3 separate regions of the Mus musculus genome follow, and all the other regions are linked to region 1. Evidence: chromatin contacts called from public Micro-C and promoter capture Hi-C data. All regions are on one chromosome and are shown on one strand. The core of a region is the stretch at or near the end of the contact, and the rest is flanking DNA. Distances in the headings are between cores, read along the strand shown.

The links. Promoter capture Hi-C pulls out the DNA fragments that hold promoters and counts their contacts. A called contact is a pair of places that touch in the nucleus more often than the background predicts.
Region 2: a contact with region 1 is called in a promoter capture Hi-C map of macrophages, with 6 read pairs. The contact joins the promoter of Ipp here to the enhancer-like site in region 1. A contact is called at or near these places in 1 of 39 promoter capture datasets (macrophages), 1 of 15 datasets of contacts at CTCF or cohesin (large pre-B cells), 2 of 484 Hi-C or Micro-C datasets (the HPC-5 cell line and nephron progenitors), 1 of 115 datasets of contacts at active chromatin or transcription factors (the SCID.adh cell line) and 2 of 9 other capture datasets (adipose tissue and pancreatic islet).
Region 3: a contact with region 1 is called in a Micro-C map of trophoblast stem cells, with 2.0 times the contacts expected there. The contact joins two enhancer-like sites. A contact is called at or near these places in 2 of 15 datasets of contacts at CTCF or cohesin (the G1E-ER4 cell line and pro-B cells), 27 of 484 Hi-C or Micro-C datasets (the AML12 cell line, B cells, DN3 thymocytes and 13 more), 3 of 115 datasets of contacts at active chromatin or transcription factors (cardiomyocytes and embryonic stem cells) and 4 of 9 other capture datasets (adipose tissue, embryonic stem cells, liver and 1 more).

Annotation. Positions count from the first base shown.
Region 1 is chr4:116,420,984-116,423,683 of GRCm38.p6, forward strand. All of the region lies in intron 3 of Mast2 (microtubule associated serine/threonine kinase 2), which reads right to left. Among named protein-coding and RNA genes, the nearest start is that of Mast2, 42 kb to the right of the region's middle. Within about 2 kb of position 1,363, at least 33 of the 459 cell types and tissues checked have an H3K27ac peak or open chromatin away from gene starts, as enhancers often do. A contact at or near this core is called in macrophages and trophoblast stem cells, where this site is marked.
Region 2 is chr4:116,506,239-116,508,938 of GRCm38.p6, forward strand. It overlaps Ipp (IAP promoted placental gene), which reads left to right and starts at 1,311. Exons shown (of 9, transcript NM_008389.3): 1 at 1,311-1,412.
Region 3 is chr4:116,335,247-116,337,946 of GRCm38.p6, forward strand. Mast2 (microtubule associated serine/threonine kinase 2) reads right to left here. Exons shown (of 30, transcript NM_001369061.1): 6 at 2,176-2,251. Among named protein-coding and RNA genes, the nearest start is that of Pik3r3, 110 kb to the left of the region's middle. Within about 2 kb of position 1,280, at least 8 of the 459 cell types and tissues checked have an H3K27ac peak or open chromatin away from gene starts, as enhancers often do. A contact at or near this core is called in trophoblast stem cells, where this site is marked.

The DNA of each region.
Region 1 (2,700 bases), core at 113-2,612:
GCCCAGAACACCCCCTACCATTTTAACCTGACCCCTTTTGACATCCTGTAGGGGATCCCCACTGCCTTGATCCTGGCTCTTGACAACCCCCAGAGTGACTTTTCAGGCTGACAGGGGTTTTATGGCTCGACTGTAAACTTTCCAGATCAGCCACCAGGAATTATGGCCTAAACTTAGTGCCCTATATATAACACAGGTACCCCAGACATTCCACACAAGTACCAAGTTGGAGACTGGGTATATGTTAAAAGTCATTGTGCTGAAATCTTGGAAGCAAAGTGGAGAGGGCCATTCCTGGTGTTGTTGACCACCTCGACTTCTGATAAAGTGGATGGAGTAACTGCCTGGGTTCATGTCAGACCAGCACCTGTGCCTGATGCCAACTGGACAGCAGCCAGACACCCAAGCAACCCCTTCTGCAAGGCCAGCGAAACAATGAGATGGCTATGGTTTATCTTCCAACGCTGAGCCTTGGCAGCCCCCACAACCCTACTAGGGTGACTTGGCAGGTGCTCTCAGTCACTGGGGATGTGGCTTGGTCCACTACAGAGGAACACCTACATTGTATCTGGTGGCCAGACCTTGCCTTTGATATCTGTGATTTATTGATGGGCCTTGACTACTGGGGTGTCCCTGCCCGGGAGACACATAGGAGGGATTTCCCAAATATGGAGGACGAGGGACTTATGAATATAAACCGTGTCCCAGAAGCAGCCTTAGAGGGTGTGGCTTAGGGTGCTGAAGAGTGTCCTGAGAGAAACTCCCATGTATGTGTCCCCCAAAAATGGAAAAAGCCAGCAGCTGGCCCATCAGTGTTGGGGGCCAACCACTTTTTCTGTGCTACCAGGGGTGTAAAACATCAGGAAGCACATACTGAAGACCATTCCAGGGGTAGTTAAAGATTCAATGGCCAAGGTGAGGGAAGAGCTAGACAAGCAGAAGAGAGAAAGAACAGTCAGGGTTATTCCGAGTCTTGGTTTAATTCGTTTAACTCCTCTCCTGGGTTAACCACTCTCATATCCACCGTGTTAGGACCCCTAATTGTTCTCCTGCAGTTGTTGACCTTGAGACCCTGCATATTGAACAAGCTTAGAGCCTTCATCAAAGAGAGACTAGGAGCAATATAGCTGATGGTCCTGCACCAACAATATGAGACCCTGAGGGCAGGACCTGAAAAGTATGTGTTAGTTACCCCAGACCCCTGAGCATACATAGCTCCAAAATTGGAGCTAGTACAAGGAAAGGGGGGGAAATGAGGGACCCTCGGGGCTTTTCCAGCCCCACACCCTCCTTACAGCTTCCCACTCCTGCCTGGAGTCAAGGCTAGGCCAAGTTCCATTCTCCACCCACAGGATCATTCTTCAGTAAAAATTTCTCAGAATGTTCTGACTGACAGTCACATGACCCTCTGGAAAGTCCCTGGTAGAGTTCAAATGTGTGTCATGCTTGTTAATGTAAAGGGTAATATGCTTAGCCAATAAGTTTGAATTATAACCTTGCTGATATAACCTGTACCCCTAAAAAGTATAAAAACTGCTTGTAATAGCCATTCAGGGTCACCTTCTTAGTAACTCACCTTGAGAGACTAATTGAAGGTCAACCCCAACACACTGGAAAATAAACCTCTTGCTTTTGCATTTAAAAAAAAAAAAAAAAAAGCTGGTTGTGGTGGCACACGCCTTTAATCCCAGCACTTGGGAGGCAGAGGCAGACAGATTTCTGAGTTTGAGACCAGCCTGGTCTACAGAGTAAGTTCCAGGACAGCCAGGGCTACACAGAGAAACCCTGTCTTTTTTTTTTTTTTTTTTTTTTAAACAACACATAGGTTCTTTTTTTTTAAGATTTATTTGTTCATTTACTATATCTAAGTACACTGTAGCTGTCTTCAGACACTCCAGAAGAGGGCACCAGATCCCATTACAGATGGCTGTGAGCCACTATGTGGTTGATGGGAGTTGAACTCAGGACCTTTGGAAGAGCAGTCAGTGCTCTTAACTGCTGAGCCATCTCTCCAGCCCAGAGAAACCCTGTCTTGAAAAAAACAAAAAAACAAACAAAAAAAAATATGTATGTACACTCCCACACAAAAAGGGGTGGAGTTAAGAGAGAAAATAATGTGTTTAAATGAGTTTACACCAGACAGGGTAATAATATGCCCCACCCCAACCCAAAAGCCATAAACTAACAAAAAACCCAATGCCAGGCATGAAAAACTTCCCTTAGAATTGTTGGCCATAGAGCCGGGCGATGGTGGTGCACACCTTTAATCCCAGCACCTGGGAGGCAGAGTCAGGCAGATTTCTGAGTTCCAGGCCAGCCTGGTCTACAGAGTGAGTTCTAGGACAGCCAGGGCTACACAGAGAAACCCTGTCTCAAAAAAACAAACAAACAAACAAACAAAGAATTGTTGGTCATAATAGTCCAAGAGACCCCAAAATACTATAGGCTACTATCTCTACCCTTGGTTGCTTCCCAGAACTTGCAAGTAAGCTCCTACTGCTGAAGACACCACAAACATTGGCCACAGGACATGGAAGAATCAGATTGGAACTAAAGTAGCAACCTCAATCCTGAGGACTAGCTATCATATAGTATTTGGAGTTCTAGGCGAGCTATCAAGGGAGAAAGATAATCAGTCCAAGTCTCTGAACCATAATGACCACCTCAGTATGGTATTACCAATGGTACAAATGTGGTACT
Region 2 (2,700 bases), core at 61-2,560, 85 kb after region 1:
AACTGGTGTGAGCTGCCGTGTAGTTGCTGAGAACTAACCCAGTTCCTCTAGAAGAGCAGCCAGTGCTCTTAATCGTTTGAGCCATCTCTCTTTTTTTTCTTCCACCATAAAATAGCTTAGTCAATAGAAAATCTTCATGGAACTAGCCTTCCAGTATTGGTCAGTGATTGCTGAGCCTTGCACCAGACAGGGGTCCAGTAATTCCTTTTACTCTTTTCTAAATTTCTGCCACTTTTTGCAGATTTTTTTTTGCACTTTTCATAATGAAATGTAAAGTAGAAATTGAAGATGTGGAGTAAATGTAAGCATAGTCTTGTGAAATTTTTGTCTTAGCTATACATCTGAATATGCAAATACATGGTATGTGTTTGATGTAAAATATTTTTGTACACTATGGGTCAGGAACATAAAGTTTGAGGGTTGGAGAGATGATGTGGCTAAGAGAGCACACTACTTGTTATTTTTGAGAAAGGGTCTCTCTACATAGCCCCAGCTATCCTGAAATTCACTAAGTAGACTGGACTGGCCAGGTACACAACAGAAATCCTCCTGTCTCTGCCTTCCCAGTGCTGGGATGATAGATGTGCACCACAACTCCTGGCAAAGAGTCCACTTCCCTCAAGGAGGACCTGAGCTGTTCCCAGCCTGTAATTCCAGCATCAGGGGGAACTACCACCATCTTCTGACCTTCATGGGCACAGCCTTTACATATACAAACCTATGGTTAGAGGCACACATTTAAAAAATAAAATCTCAGTCGGGCATGGTGGTGCACACCTTTAATCCCAGAATTGGGAAGCAGCGGCAGGTGTATCTCTAAATTCGAGGCCAGCCTGGTCTACAGAGTGAGTTGTAGGACAGCTAGGCCTACACGGAAAACCCTGGGGTGGGGCGGGGAGACTATAAAAAAGTTTGGACGTTGCTAATGCACCAGGACACATTATGATGCTCTACACTGAAAAAGAAGTGGGCATTTTGATTCTTGACTTCAAAGTAGGCAGGAGTGTATCAAAATTGAGGTTCAGGAAATGATCTAAGGAAGGTGGTAGAGAAGCACGGTGCACGTGATTTTCCTCGACGCTGAGATCAGTACCTGGCCTGGGACACTTGAAGAATTGAAGATGTGCATGGAGCGGAATAGGGAAGTCCACTAGCCCAAGGCAGGGGAGAGGTTTTTAAGAACCTGCCTCCGCGGCCAGCAAGCGGCTACCCAGGTTTACCCAGCGACGCCGGTGGCTGTGAGGAGGCGGGGCCAGAAGCGGAGCACGCGCAGTAGAAGGTTCCCGCATCAGCGCCGAAGCTGCGCCTTCAGCACTCGCAGTCACCTGTCACCAAAGACTGTCCCCGCCCCCTCCGCTGCCTGCCTGCGCGCGCAGAGCACCGGAGGGCGCCGGCGGGAAGGGACGCGGCGGGTAAGCGAGGCCTGCGTGCGGTCTGTGTTTCTCACAGGGTTGGGAACTTCCTCATGTCCAGCTCTCCAGACCGGGAAGAGCGAGTGATTGGAGCTTTGGAACGCACCGTTCCTCCGCTTTCGTCCTGTCGCCTCCGGAGGCGCTCTGACCGTCCGTGTGTTTTTAGCGTCCCGGAGCTTCCCAGTCTCACGGCGCCTTGGCCTCTGCTCTCCCAGCACCCACTGGGGAAACCGAAGGCCGGACCCTGTCCCTGACTTCTGCCGGCTCCAGTCTGAAATTCCTTACCGGCTCCAGTCTGAAATTCCTTACCGGCTCGCGCTGTCAGTAGCACAGAGTTGGTTTTCTTCCTCTAGTGTCTACCAGTTTAGGCAGAGTTCTAGTTACAGCCTCCAACTCAAGCACAAAGAGTCTCAGTTGTTTTGATGCTCAGCTGGAGCTCTGGCCCTCTAACTGAATTAACTTTCAGATGCTCTTCAGCGGGAAATCCAGGCCATCAAAGCATAGGTCCTCTTTAGTCCCTCCGATTATCTCCATCGTTAGCCAGTAAACTGTATGGAAGCATAGTTCTTAGCTCCCTATGCACTAATCCCAGGTCTTCACTTTTCATGTTTGTACGAACAAGCATTTCCCAAGCCACAGTTTAGGATGAGGTGCTCCACTGGCAGTGGAATGCCATCAACATTTACTGAGAAGGATGACAACAAACATTCTGGCTCTCTACTGTCAAAGTGAATATTAAGTGAATTGTTTGTTGTAACAGGAGGCATTTGACTTGTGGCTGTGCTTTAATACCTTGAGTAAGAGAGAAATGGAGGTAGCCTAGAATCACACCGCGAGGGTTCAGAATCTGCTGCCAGGGAGAATACAGAGCAGCAACAAGTCTGACAGCCACGCCATGTATAATAACATCTATAGGTCGAATTTCCACATAGAGGGAAATAGATTGTATTTATGTGCCACTTGTTTGTAAGATGCATTGTGTGCATGCTGAAGTAAATTTTAGCGGCTTCCTTTAAAACTCCCAAAATTAGTGTCTATATAGTCATGATTATCAGATTATTATTATGACAAGGTCTTACTATGCAGTCTTGGCTGGCTTGGAGCTAAGAGATCTGCCTGCCTCTGCACCACCACACCCACCTTCAGATCATTTTTACTGATAATTTTGACTGAATGCTATATACTGAATTTTTTAAAAATATCAGCTTACAACAGTTCTGTCATTTTGATTACTGGTTTTCTTTGGTGCCTGAATTACAAAACCTTAATCATTTTACATTTCCTCTGC
Region 3 (2,700 bases), core at 30-2,529, 86 kb before region 1:
TCTAGGGAGGAGTGGGGTGCATTCTTTCTCAGTTGAAATGAGAGGGAATAGTAAGTGCTTGTTCCAGCAATCTCTTTTGTTTCTGCATTACTTTTTTTTTTTTTATTATTTTATCTTAATTGTTTTGAGACAGAATCCTATGTAGCCCAGGTTATCTTCAAACTCAGTATGTAGCAGAGGATGACTTTCACCTTCTTTTCCTCTTGCTCACACCTCCAAAGTACTGTGATTTCAGGTGGGAGTCATTATACCTCATTTATGTGGTATTTTGTGCATGTTAGACAAGTCCTACAACAGAGCTACAGCCCAGCCCCCTGCTATACCTTGTAAGTAAGTAGTCCTCCCAACCAACACCTTCACTTCCCCCCTACACAGGTTTTTCTGTGTAGCCCTGGCTGTCCTGGAGCTGGCTCTGTAGACCAGCTGGCCTCAAACTGAAGAGATCCATCTGCCTTTGCCTCCTAAGTGCTAGGATTAAAGGCATGTCTTACCACTATCACCTAGCAAAGAAAGTAGTCTTAATAGTAGAACTGCTCTTACTCCAAGATATAGTATATTCGCTAGCCACTGACCGCTACAAAGCTGGAGCCTTATTACTATTTATTTTAAATTGGCTTTCCCATTTAGAACTAAAGAAAACTCTACTTCAAAACTAAACAAGGAAACGACCCCCCCAAATTAAAACAAGAGCCCCACAAACTTGAACTATGGCTAAGAGAGTTGTGAAGTTGTGAAAACAAGCCACTGTGTGTAGGGAGCCTTAGCAAAGGTTTGAAGACACCGTGAGGGTGGACTTCTCCAGAGGCCACTTAATGTGCTCTCGGCATGGGTGGAACTGTCAGGCCTGCTAGGAGAGGCCAGAATCAACACTATCATTTTCAGACAGGAGAGAAATGGGACTTAAACCCTTCGAAGCTCAGCGAATTATGAGATATTACAGTCTTTCTGAACTCATACTTGGGACCCTCAGCTGAAAGCTGAGATTTATATTCCTAGCATTTGGGAGGCAGAGACAAGGGAAAATCTCTGAATAGGGCTGTAAGGATAATGTTTCTGTGCACTGGGTAAAGATTATCTTTGTATCATTCAAATCCTGATTTCCTTGCCCCCACATCTAGTTGCAATCCTTATTCTGAGAATCTCTGGTCTCAATGTTGTGTAAACATTGCTACCTAATTTCCTGATTGGTTAATAAAGAGCTGATCAGCCAATGACTGAGCAGTGGAGAGAATAGGGCTGGACTTCCTCTCAGCCCAGGGAGGGAGGGAGGAAGGAGAGAGAGGAAGTAGGAAATCACAGCTGGAAGAGAGTCCAGGAGACACCATGAGAAAAGTCCTGGAGCCAAGAGAGCCACATCAGTACTAATGAAAGTATCACTGGGATTTTGACTGCGAGGTAGCCAAATTAGTTTAGAGGATTAATGTGGAGTTGTTGTGAACTTAGAAGCTTGTTAAGTAAATATTATAGTCCAGTCTCAATTTGGGAGCTAGCTGGGTGAAGCAGAAAACTGCAAGAAACACATTAAAAAGCTACTAACATAGGGAAGCCTGTATAGTCTACATAGCCAGGGCCACATAATGAGACCCTGTTTAAAAACAAACAAACAAACAAACAAACAAACAAAACTCCAACAAAAGCTGAGAAGAAAGTCATGTCAGGCCCTTTCAGCTTCTTGGAAGTACTTGGGATACAAGGTAAAGAGTGTTACTCTGGATCCTTCCTGGAACACTTTCTCTTCTCTAACCCAACGATAATTCTCAGTTACAGTATCATGCTGTGGAATATATTCTTAGGGTACCACTGTGTTTTGCTTAGGATTATAAAATAAATGAATCTACTATCTTTCTGTTCAGCTGCAAATGCACAGTCACTCAGAAAGGAAAACTTGAACAAGACCTAGGAGAGGACAGAAAGGAAGGCATTTTGATTACTGGTAGTCCAAGGCAACCCAATCCACACGGAAGAGTACTGACTTGAAAGAAGAACACAGACATCTACCAAGCACACATATCAGTCAGGGGTCAGTGGTACATGCCTTTAATCTCAGCACTCGGTTCTCTGAGTTCAAGACCAGCCTTGTCTACAGAGTGAGTTCCTGGACATCCAGGGCTACACAGAGAAACAAAACAAAACAAGACAAGACAAACAGCACAGAGGGGTTCTCAAGCAACTTACCTACGGGCAGGAACGAAGGAAAAGTGAGCAGGAGCATTTGGAGAGAAATTCCGGGGGCTGTCCAAGGGACTGTTACCTGTGATGGGGAGAGGAAAAGGAACTCTTTGAAGTTTGCTCTGGGAATGAGGCAAACTTGTGTGGCTTTCTGGTAAGAAACCTTTTTCTCTTGTTAATTTAGTATATCTGGTTATTTTCTCAGGCCAGCCCTCAGTTTATGAGTCTTTATAAAAGTTTGACAACCCAGGAATGTTATCACCTAGAACTAGGTACCTGTGATACCCTACCTTGGACGCCCTTTCTAGATACAGCAGGGATTCACATGTTCCTGCGCTCTTAGGAACAGATCAAGTTGCAGTATTCCAAAGGCTTAAGAACTGTCCTAAAGACAACAGAACGCCTAGTCTAAAAGTTACTTGTACAAGTATCTCCACCCACTGCAGCCAAGGGGCTAAACAAAAATGTGCATACAGTAAGGGTAGAGTTCCTTGGCAGAAGTTCAGGATAGCAGTACACCATAAAATGCCT